3 separate regions of the Sus scrofa genome follow, and all the other regions are linked to region 1. The links are chromatin contacts, called in public Hi-C maps. All regions are on one chromosome and are shown on one strand. Each heading gives the region's core, a stretch centred on a gene start, on an enhancer-like site or on the middle of the called end of the contact. The rest is flanking DNA. Distances are from core to core; before and after follow the strand shown.

Evidence for each region. Hi-C and Micro-C count contacts between places; a contact is called where the count stands out from the background.
Region 2: a contact with region 1 is called in a Hi-C map of liver, with 3 times the contacts expected there. The contact joins two enhancer-like sites. A contact is called at or near these places in 5 of 47 Hi-C or Micro-C datasets (liver and skeletal muscle).
Region 3: a contact with region 1 is called in a Hi-C map of liver, with 5 times the contacts expected there. The contact joins two enhancer-like sites. A contact is called at or near these places in 3 of 47 Hi-C or Micro-C datasets (liver and skeletal muscle).

The regions. Positions count from the first base shown.
Region 1 is chr8:10,010,260-10,014,265 of Sscrofa11.1, forward strand. No RefSeq gene overlaps it. Among named protein-coding and RNA genes, the nearest start is that of CPEB2, 390 kb to the right of the region's middle. Within about 2 kb of position 1,957, at least 2 of the 83 cell types and tissues checked have an H3K27ac peak or open chromatin away from gene starts, as enhancers often do. A contact at or near this core is called in liver, where this site is marked.
Region 2 is chr8:10,226,231-10,230,236 of Sscrofa11.1, forward strand. The region is part of intron 4 of LOC102158082 (a long non-coding RNA gene); the gene reads right to left. Among named protein-coding and RNA genes, the nearest start is that of CPEB2, 180 kb to the right of the region's middle. Within about 2 kb of position 2,006, at least 15 of the 83 cell types and tissues checked have an H3K27ac peak or open chromatin away from gene starts, as enhancers often do. A contact at or near this core is called in liver, where this site is marked.
Region 3 is chr8:10,149,876-10,153,881 of Sscrofa11.1, forward strand. All of the region lies in intron 4 of LOC102158082 (a long non-coding RNA gene), which reads right to left. Among named protein-coding and RNA genes, the nearest start is that of CPEB2, 250 kb to the right of the region's middle. Within about 2 kb of position 2,121, at least 1 of the 83 cell types and tissues checked has an H3K27ac peak or open chromatin away from gene starts, as enhancers often do. A contact at or near this core is called in liver, where this site is marked.

The DNA of each region.
Region 1 (4,006 bases), core at 707-3,206:
TTTTTTTTTTTTTTTTTCAGTCCAGGGAGTTCTGTCGGTAGGAAGGTAAGCTTTTATTTATAAATTCATTTGTTTATTTACTTATTTATTTATTTGCCTGTTTATGAGCAGATTTCATTCATGGAAATTTTAAAGATGGTAGAATTAGAAGAAGCATTTTCCTCCCTTGAAATATATCCATCCTCTCTGCTTTCAGGGCTCAGCAGAGGGAACCTCACCCCTAGGGTCTTCCCCCCCCCCCCCCCCAAGCTGCATTCCAGGGGTGGGGGTAGGGTGGAGAGGAGGATGTTCTATGCCAAGTGGGGGAACAGGGACAGGGAGACAGATGGGCACCCTTCCCCTTTGGCTTGATCCTTCTCCCCTGTGACCTGGCCTTGCCCCGACCCTGGGGGGTTGGCAGGTAGGACTCATACAACCGTGAGTGAGACTTGCCTCTTGCAGATAGCCTTGCAAGCAAGACTGAGGTCTAAGGTTATATCCTGTTGCGATGGGGAGCCATTGGGGGCTTTGCAATAAGTGTGGTCCAATTTAATTCTGAAAAGATGACCCTAGAAACTCCCTAGAGAAAAAATGGATCTGGCAGCAGGGAGTCTAGTTAGGTGGCTGTGGTGACATTCCAGAGGAGATATGACAAGATCTCAACCAGGGCAGGGGCAGAAGAGATGGAGAGGTAGGGAAGATTAAAGGAGCATCCATCTGGGAGGATTCCGCAACTTCAATCACTCAATTTATATTGGTTATTTACTGTGTACTGGGCAGGCTAGGTAGGAAAATTCCCAGCCCTGCCTTCAAGTAGCTCAGTTATTTTAGAGAGTCATAAAGGTTGTCAGATATTTTCTCATCTGTGAAATGAGAAGAAATGCACTTTATTTGCAAATGTTTTAGGAGAATCAAAGGAATATTATCTATAAAATACACAAATTAAATTACTATTTATGTATAGATGTTCTTAAAAACAATAATAGTGCCAGGCATTATTTGCATTTTTTAATTCATTTCATCCTCACAATAGCCATTCGAGGTAGGTTCTAGTATTAGCTCAATTTTGTAGGAAATAAAAACATTTTATAGGAGATAAAAACTGTAACGGCTGTTACGATATTACATCAGCTACCCTGTCTAATTACCATTAGAAAATCGTTGTACTCTCAGGATATAGTATTAGATAGTGGATGAGAAGAACAGCGCTAAAACCACAATGCATACTAGTTGGTATTTTCCTAAATGTGGGTAGTGTGTGCGCCTGAATATAGGTGAACAGGTTTGGGTCAATAGACTTTTTGCTCTGCCTTGATCCAATCCATTTAATCCAACTTGCTGAACAAAGTAGGTGGTTGGATATATGAAAGTGTGAATGGATGATAGGATGATGGATGACTAAAGAGATCCATCTCAACACTTGACTTTGAAGGCGAACCCACTTGAATCCATATAGTGCATGTGCGATAGCCCTTAAAGAGAAACAAAAACTCTCACGAGGGTGTGAAGATGCCCACCAGTATCCAGACAGATTTCCTGTATGACTCCATCGTCATCATGTGGTATTCTTTCCTTTGAAATGAGTGTTTCATGCAGCCTCTAGATTTTAAACTTGGCTCTCCTGCTTAGACCGTCATGTTCCTCACTCAAAACTTTGCAACCAAGCCCTGATCTCACAGCCAGTGCCCTAGCCCATCTAAGCAATTTCCTGGAGAAGGGGAACTCATGCTGGCAATAACTAGAAAGATGGCTGGAAGGACATTTTAGCAAATGGACCTTGTGAATTATTAGATTGGTGACGACTGTTAGACCCAAAAATGCATCCCTTGTTCCTCAACACTATTTTATTTTTGTTTCCACTTTCTACAGCTTGTCTTGGCAGAGTGATTTTTTAACAGATTAACTCTAATTGACTGTCTTGTTTATTTTAAGGCATTGCCACATCCATGCCCAGAGCAAAAATTACATAATGGTTCACCAGGGTAACTGGGAGTTCAGCAATTAATGACACAAGCAGTAAGTCATGAGATTTTCCATTCTCCATAGGGTTGCCTGTTTGTACAACTTTGACCTTGGAAGCTTTTTATGGGATACCAGATTTCATATTTCATGTGTGCCTGCCCTCAAAATTAACTAATGTGCTTTTTTTTTTTTTTCCTCAGCTATAGGGGATTCTGTTCTGTTTTGTTTGGATTCAAACTGTCTCTTCTTTAAGGGTTATTTTGATTTCATACGCCCATCATCTGGTCCTTTTGTTCTTTTTAAACATTTTTATTTTTATTTTTTTTTAAGAACTAGCCAGATTGTCTCCAGTTCTATCATGGAGACAACTGCTTATGAGTGGGAATCAGACCGTGGATCAAGGGAAGGCCACAGCTTTTCAGAAGACTGAAGGACCTAGCTTGGCTCGTGAGACCCTCTATATTCCAAGCTCAATTGAATTTATCTGCTTTATATGTATTCTATCTTAAAATAAGATTTAATCTATCGGAGAGGTTCTGTGGTACAGTTGAAAGTCTCTCAACTTTGTTAAGAAAAAAGTAGAAACTTATGAAAATAACCCCCAGCTTATTCATTTTAATGTATCTTTTCTTCTTTCTTTCTCCCTTTTTTCTTGTCTTTCTTTCTCCTTTCCTTTCTTTTCTTAAATACATATTTACACCATGTGCTTGCAATGGTCTAGGCCCCGTGTTTGCATAAGGAAGAAAACGACACAGTCCTCATGGATTCTGTGAGATGTTAACAGCCCTGTTGGGGTTCAAACCTATCCAGAAATAGCAGGTAATTTTCTCTGTGAATGCTGAAATCTTCTAAATAGGTATGAATGAGAGCAGAAGAGCTGAGAGGAAGTGTTCCTGGCAGCGACAGCAAAGACTGGGATAGACGGTGTGGCTGGGGTACCGAGGCTGAGGGAAGATAGTGACCGACAGGTCCTGAGAGGTGGGAATCAAGTGCGTAAGTCACACAAAGGGGACGGGAGGGGTGTGTCTGAAATGGCCAGTTTGATATTTTGAAAATAGCATTCCGGCTACAGAGCAAAGAGTAGGCTGGAGAACGGCACAAGTATACGTGAATAGACCATTTAAGAGAATGAGGCTAAGATTCTGATAGCTTCTACTTGGATAAGGTGATGGAGATGGAATGAAACAGACCGATTCAGCACAAAGTTAGAAGGAAAATTCTGTCTCTAAATTCCTCCTCCAGGCTAGCTTCTGTTCTTCTGGAAGGCCTCTCCCATTTGTCAAGATAAACATTGTATGCTTACATTTGTATCATCTTGCCCAAGCTTATGACGGGGTTGGTCTTTATAAAGATTTCCATTTTGTGTGTTTATTTTTAAGAAGGCGACAAGTGAACAGTGGTAAATGAAGCCATTGCCCCTGGCCTTTATGTATCCAGCTGGGTGGTGTGATTGTGTTCCGTCAATATTGAAGAAATCATTCTTGAGAAGCATCTAAGGTCAGACCTTGGGAAGTTTAGACATGAATAAGCCACTATCTGTATTTGTCCCTGAGGAATGCCTAGATTAGCGGAGAAGGACAAGTAAATAGATAATCCCAATCTGTACTGACAGACTATGATGACATGATGCGAACAGTGATCAAAAGTATCTACCAGAGCAGCAAAGGTCCCGGAGAGGAACTGGAAAATCCTGACGATAAGAAAGACTACTACGGTGACAGGTCACACACAAAGACAAAGCAGCAGCTTCCTACTAAATCTAAACGTGTCATTGCCCTGCAAAGCATGGGTGAGTGGGCTGAATATCACAAGAGAAATTAAAGCAGCTCAAAATTCCCTGGAGGCATCAGGCTTTGAGCATGCCCTCATCTTCCTCCTTTCATAGAGAAAATTGTTCCTTAATTATCCTAAAGGCCTACTTCTAAAAATATGTAATCACTTAAAATTTTTTTTTCTTTTTTTTTTTTTTTAATTATAAGGGTTGGATGCTCCTGGCATTTGCACCAGGACTGAAGAAAGGGAAAGACTGGAATGTGATGCAGTGACAACCAGTGCTGCTGCCAAT
Region 2 (4,006 bases), core at 756-3,255, 220 kb after region 1:
GGAGAGAGAGCTCTTACCTCCTTTCCTTTTTAAAAAATGACACTAACCCCATCACAGGGGCTCTGGCTTCACGACCTTACAATCCTAATTACCTCCAAAAGGTCCACTCCAAATATCTTCTCATTCTGGGTTAGGGCTTCAACATTGAACTTGAGAGACAAACATTTGTTTCATCACACTGTGTCATGCTGCAGAGGAGACTGGAGACCAGAGAAGTAAAGGAATGCGCTCAAGGTCACACAGCAATAAAGACGGAGCTGTAAGCAAAACTCCCTTAGAGCTTTGCAGAGCCTGGGCCCTTTCTGAGTCAGGCGTGCCTTGCTATCAGATGCCCTGTGTTGACTCTGGGCTGATCACAGTCCCCGGCAGCACGGGAGCCATGGGCCCCTTCGTGCTGTTTGGAGTCAGAATCAAACCAGTTATGTTTGTTTTACCTGCATGCCCTCATGTGACAGTAGTTTCTGTTTGACCAGGTGTGCGGAAAGGACATAGGACTGGAAGTGAGCCGACCTGGCACCCTGTTTGTCACTGGCTCCAGGCATGACCTTGGGCAAGTTATTCCCCCATCTCCAGCTGTGTAAAATGTGGTGCCTGAGATCGACATCACTTTGTGGCTCAAATTTTTCATATTGAATAAGATTGATTACTGCAGAAATCGTTAAGGAACCCTAAGATGACACACCAGTCGGCTGGCTGTCCTTGCATTTTAGTCACACCAGATCGCACCAAATCAAGAATCAGGGATGTATTATTTGAATCTGACATAAAATATCCATAACTAGAATTCAGGTAGGCATTCCACCCATGAAGATGCAGGCTCAATCCCTGGCCTCACTTTGTGGAATCTGGCATTGCCGCAAGCTGTGGCGTAGGTGGCAGACCCAGCTTGGATCTGGTGTTGCTATGGCTGGGGTGTAGGCCGGAAGATACAACTCCAATTCAACCCCTAGCCCAGGAAATTCCACATGCCACAGGTGCGGCCCTAAAAATCAATAAGTAAATAAATAAGACCAAAAAAAAAAAAAAATAATAAAGTTCCCACTGTGGCACAACAAGATTGGTGGCACCTCTGGAGCACTGGGACACAGGTTTGATCCCCAGCCCCACAGAGTGGGTTAAGGAGTTGGCATTGCCGCAGCTGTGGCATAGGTCACAACTGCATCTCAGATCTGATCTCTGACCCGGGAACTTCATATGCCGCAGGGCAGCCAAAAAAGAAAAAAAAAAAAAAAAAAAGCAGTGGTATCCTTCTCAGGGTTGTTGGGGAGAATCAGTTAATTCTCATCAAGTTCTTTAAACAGCACCTGCACAGATGAAGCCCTGGGTGGACATCAGCCATTACGGTGGTGACACAGACGTACTGGGTGACAAAGGAGAAAGGAGAAATGGCACCTATGTGGTTCAGTCGGGGTTGGGGGATGGAAGAAGTGAAGGGCTCCCCATCAAACTGAGGTCCAGAGGGTGAGGCAGAGTCAGAAAGGTGGAGGATGGGGTGACAAGTCCCCCGGGCAGCGGGAATCCGCTACATGAAGCCCTTCAGACAAGGGCGAAGGGGGTTTGGGGGGAACCAAGAAGTGGGCTGACAGGAGAGGCTGGGAGAAAAGCCCAAATCTGATCCTCAAGGCCTTCCTGCCACCCTCTCCCACTCTGGAACTACAGACGTCTAGCCCATCGTCGCCCACTTTATTTGCTCAGCCATGTGGAAAGGGCTGGGGGCGTTCCATCCCTGCCTTGGGGGCCATGTCAGCACTAGGGGTTGGAGTTTGGTCAAGCGGGACTATTGCCAGAAGCTGTCAGGGACAGAAGAATTCAAGGGTGAGGGCTGGCTGTGTGCAGTCAGGCTCGACCAGGGAAGCCAAGGGCCACTGCAAAGTCAAAAGAGCTGGAGCAGCTGGAGCTGAAAACAAAGCCAAGAAAGCCAGAGGTCAGCCCAGTGGACACTGGAAGAAACAGAGAGATCACGGTGAGGAAGAAGAAGGGATAGGGTTCCAGAAAAATGCCCAGAGAAGGCTGCAAAGCCAGCAGCCTGTGTGGACAGGCCTGATCACGTGGTATGCGGGCGGACCCGCCCGGCTTGACTGCCCAGTGCCTGGATGGGTGCCAGGCACTCTTAGCCATTAACAAGGTTGAGAAATGAGGAGCAGTCCCAGCCAAGTGAGCTCTGTACAGACTCACATCTGCGCTCAGACATGGCCCTCCGTTGCCCTGGTGGGGGTGAGGGGTGTTCATGGGAACATGTCACCATCATCACCCCAGTGGGTCTAGGAGGAAAGGGTCAGAAGCCACATAGCTTTCAACAGCCTTGGCTCTAATGCCAGAAGGTCTGCGATCACCACCGCACCTCCAACAGGTGCATGTAAGTGTGGATAATAACAATGGAGCTTCGCATTATTTTTTTATGAGGATGACGTGAATCCATGTGGGCAAAGTATTTAAAACAGTGCTTGAAACAGAGTAAGTACTCTATGTTATTAATTAATTTGGTTCCACTTTAGTTATTCATTTAAAAAAATGTATCTAAGCCCATAGTCCAGGCTCCATGTTGGCTGCTCAGAATATCAAGAAAACTAAGGTATGGTCCCCGCCCTCAAAGAGCTCACAGTCTGATGAGTAGCCAGAAGAGAAAGGGATGAGTTCTAGCAGAGGCAGTGGTGCCAGGGGAGGGGGTGGGGGCCAGATGAGCCTGAGGAAGGGAAATAGGTTGGGGACAGAAAGACAGCTGGTAAATGCAGACTTATGTGTCCTGGTTACTCACACTTCTGACAATGGCCCAGGGAGAGAAGAGAAACAGATGCCAAGAACCATGAAGATAAAATGGTGACAGTGCCCTGAGAAGGTGCGGACCTGCCTTATCATCAGCCCCTTGGCCACCTCTTAGACACTGTCCTCCATTATTTAAGGATGCTAACGCATGGCGCTTTTGTGGCGCGGAATAAATACGTGTTTCAGAAAATACCAACAAGTTGCGACCAAGTCTCCTTTTCTCCCTGATATTCAGGCTTCTGGGTTTTTATTGCTCCCCATCAATTTATAATTCAATAAAAATAATTATGAAAGGCAATAGATTTGTCCTATGTAAAAAGAAGGCATCAGTGAGTTTCGGATGCATTTGGGGCTTTTATTTCTACTTGAAATTTCATGTTTTGAAAAGTAAATATATGAAGGGTTAGGACAATGATAATTCTTAGTGGTTCCATCATCCAAACATTTAAAATAAGAAAAAGGTCTCTGCCTACAAAGTGAAATTAGAATGGAAGTAGTTACAAGGATAATTCAAGGGTCCCTAATATCATTTTTCATTTTCTCCACGGTTTTGGTAACTTACAATTTAATCAAAATCACATCTTGACAGATGGATCCACTTTCCACAGTTTCCATTTGCTTCCAGGAAGACATCTGAGTGCAAATGTGTGTGTGTGTGTGTGTATATGTATATGTGTGTGTGTGTGTATGTGTGTATATATGTATATGTGTGTATATATGTATGTATGTGTGTGTATATATGTATAAGTGTGTGTGTATATGCGTGTGTGTATGTATATATATGTGTGTGTATATAATATGTGTGTGTGTATATATATATATATATATATATATATATATGTATGTATTTTTTTTTCCCTGACTGGAATACACCAGAGTAGTGTGAGGTCAAACTACTCTTTTAATCTGATTTTAAAACCATATGTGCTTTTGGTAGAAAAATGTGAAAATATAGAGAAACTTAAAGAAGAAAAACAACCCAGAATTCCATTTCCTTGTGGCGCAGTTAACTGAAGTATTTCCTCTCCAGTGTCTTATTTTTACGCATATTTTGTTGTTGGTCTTTTTGTTTCTTTTAAATCATTAAGACTTTTGTTTCTTTTAAATCATTAAGACTATGAGTAAGCCAGGGATTGAACCCTGAGCCACAGCAGTGACAATGCCAAATCCTTAACCACTTGGCCACCAGGGAGCTCCTAAGACTACGGTGTTTACCCACATTCATAGTTAACTTTTTCGCTGT
Region 3 (4,006 bases), core at 871-3,370, 140 kb after region 1:
AGAGAACGCAGGTCCATGACAGAGTCCCTTATGGTCAACAGAGGCTTATGAGAGGAATGTTCTGACCTACACATTTGAAAACATACTCATAACACTAGATTTTCTTAAACATTTCATGGAGTTGAAATACCAAATGTGTATAGACTTCTTAACACATACACACAAATGTTACTTTAGAATAATTAATTTAGTAACTGGATTTTTCCAAACATTTCTGTAATTTTGAGCCCAGACACTCTCAGTCTTGTACATGGTGTGCAAGGGGGGCTTCATAGCTTAAAAGATCGGTATCAAGGTCTTTGTCCTCAATGGAATGCTACTCCCTCATTTACTCACCCAAGTCATCAAGCTAATCTTGTGATTGTATTTTGCACTTGGGGGACTCGTAAGATCAGAAAATGCCTTTTCCTGCTCATCTATAGACCTTTGAACTTGATGAGCTCCAGCATTCTTTTCATGCCCAGCCTATGCCTTATTGAAATTATAGCCAACTGAAGGTTGGATCTCCCTCGTGGCTTTACCTATTTGCTTACAACATCAAAGGCCGGTCACTGACATCTTCCATCAGAAATGATAGACTTTCTCCACAACTGACATATTGGATTAGTGGTAATTCCAATTCTCATTAATTATCACTTGCTCATCAAAGCAGGTTCCTATGTGGTCATGTTCATATATGTACATGTGGGTAACATACACATACATATATATACACAATTCAATTATTGATTCTTTGATTCTTTTGTGAATTCTTATATTTTTAAAGTATGGATTTTATATGAATTCTTTCCTCTTTCTCCTTTCCCTCTTCCTCTATTCTTTCCTTTCTTTCTTCTTAGCACTTACCCAAATAAACACCAAATAAAGAATTCTTGACTAATTGATATATTGGACAATTTATAATGAAGATCAAGATTTTTAAAAAAATCCCTTTAAAAAAACTCACAACTGAACATTTAAACACCCAAGAGTAATTCTGTAACTCCAGTTGTCACTAGAATTCCCACTCAACAGCCTCATACCATTTATAATCAGGAAAACTCTTTTACATAAAGCTGATTCTGTTAAATGGTTAATGGAACAAAAATTACAGTCTCTGTGAAAACTTTAACTTAGAATCCCCAGATCTGAGGATAATTAAAATCACAGCATGAGTGCTGCAGGAATAACTATTTGAATTTAATTTACTATTGTGCACAATATAAGGGCTGATTACTTTCCCCCCCAGCATTTTGGACTTTGATATAATCTCTTTTTTGTGAGTTAAATTTACTTAAGTGTCAATATTTTGTAATTCAAAGTGTAAATTAACTTTATGTGTTTTTTCCCTAATAAAAGCAACATTCAACAAAATTAGAATTGTTCTCTTATTTTGCTTCTATCAGACACTTTGGACTCAAGCTTTATTTTAGAAACATATATTTGTCAGCATCAGGAAACCCATGGTGTTCATGGACCAAGGGCCTTAATTATCGTGTGGATCCATCACAACACTGGTTTTACTCCTGGACTCCTTCTCTTTTTTAACCTGAGAAGGCAATGCAGTATAATCTGAAGAACACAGGGTCTTGAGAACATCTGGTATGGAACCCAGCTCTCCACTGGACAATGAATGCTTACTATGTGGCAAGTACTATTCTAAGAACTTGGCAAATATCATCTCACTTAATATTATAAAAACTTCTCACCTCCCCATTTTGAAATAAGGAAAATGAGTTCTTAAATAGATCAAATAACATGCTTGGGATCACACAGCTAAAGAGTAAAACCTTGATCTCAATTCATTCAACATAATTCCAGTTTCACTGCTCTTAATCCATACACATTGTATGCTGTAAACTGGCACCATTATCAGGACACAGGCTGGGAGAGCTGACACAGGGACCACACACCTGACGGAAGCCCATTGTCTATGGATCATTATAGTCTTGGTCTCTAAACTTGTCGTCTTTCTGACCTCAGAACCACCTAATACTAGAACATCAGCACTTTAAATTGACACAGTCTCACACAATCTTGCAAAATGAATGCCAAACCAGCCTCCAGGGGCAGTCTGTTTGCCAGGGTCACTCTTGAAAACTTGGCAGGCTAAGTGTCCCAGGGCAGCTCTTTACGCAAAAGTTCTAGAGCTTCTCATGGCATTTGGTTGACCTCACATGATGTACAAAGAGTCAGGGAATGCCCCTGAGGGACAGCGCAACCAGACCTGGAGGTAAGGGATCCAAAAGTTTAGCAATCCCCGATTCTCAGGATAAAGAAGGGGCCCCTCTTGCCTATGTCTGAGGACAATACTGTTAACAGTCCCATGTCTAGCCACATGGAGGAGGTTGATATGAGAGTAGAGGAGAGTGACAAAAGACCCTCTTGGCAACATTCACATTCCCAGAGGCAAGATCATCTCCTTGTTCTGCACTGCATAAAACATCTTGGTGTCCTTCCAATAAGCTTACCTATTTTTGCTTTAGACAATTTTGAAATGAGTACCTCTCTCTTGAAATGGAAAGAATTCTGAAGATTTCACCAATGAACAATCTTATGCTGGTGATTTTTCCTGGGTCTGGCTTTGTCCAAAAATTCAGGAGGCTGAAGCCAATCAGGTTGAGAGGGTGAAACCATGAGTTAGGATACTGAGAACAGGTTCCCATCTGCCACTTTCTGATTGCATGACTGTTAGCAAATTATTTTATTTTTTTACTCGGTTGACTCACCCTATTTAAAATTGCAAACACACACATACACACTCAAATACACACACCAGCACTCCCTATCTTCCTTTCTTATTTTATTTTCCCTATAGTACTTTTCATTTTCAATGCACTAAATAATTTACTTATTCATTTTGTTAATTGCCCTTCTTGCTAAAATACAAGCTCTATACAGATGCAGCTGGATCTCCATAGTTTAGAATGGAATTCAATCCATAAGAATTCAATACATATTTGTGACAGTTGTTGCCGAACATATTATGTGAGTTGATTAGGCCATATCAGTAGTTACCCTCTTGAGATCCTACAAACACTATGAATTCATGATGACAGTATTAGGAAGGCCTCAGGCTAATTTGAAGATTACTAAATGCAAAATGGAGATAATACTTTTCAATCATCATGATGCTCCTGTGATAACACATCTACCATCTCATTAAGCAAGAGTATTTAATGCTGCTTAAAAGTGCTATTTATAATCACTTTTCACTATTTCCATAAATTATCTATGTTTCTTGTTTAGTAAAAATGATAATGCCATTAGTATGACCCAAAGTGCAGTTTCCTGAGTGAATAAAACAAGAGCGACAATAGAAGAAAAATATCTTAAAAGAATTATTGACTTGTGACTTTTCTCAAGTTATTTAATCTTCTCAAACCAAATTCCACTATGTTAAAAAAAGTTTATGGCATAAGATAGCACACAAATATATAGCCTAATGTGTCCTCAGCAAGTAACAAAGTTTTAGGTCTTTATTTCCTTTACATGGTGGAGGATATCCTTTCCCAGCCCTAGAATCAAGGATTCTAAGTTGCTGGAGTTACACAAGAGTAAGAAGTTGTTCGAGTGCCATACAAGTCCAGAATTTCCAAAATGCTCTATTTTCAGCTTAAGAATCCTTACTTAAAAAGTTCAACAGACATGAAATAATCAATGAATTTCCACGAAACTATCATGCCTCATAACAACACTGCAAAATAGGCTGAGGAGATGGGAGCTCAGAAAAGCTAAAAAAAGTTCAGCGGTGGCAGATAGGTGAGGACAGAGCTTAACTCTCTGATTCTAAGGAAAAACAACCAACAAGCAGACATTCATTTGAAAATTTATTTCTGATTACCAAAAAAAAAAAAAAAAAAAAAAAGAGTAGGTACAGGTGGAGGACTAGAATATCATCTTAGGAAAAACAGAAAAAGGATATGGAAAGAAAGAGTGACAGCGCAGGTAGGTAAAAAAAACAAAAAACATATTTTGCCTTTGCTGAGCATCCAGCTTCTTTACAATTAGCATCTGAGAAAGATAG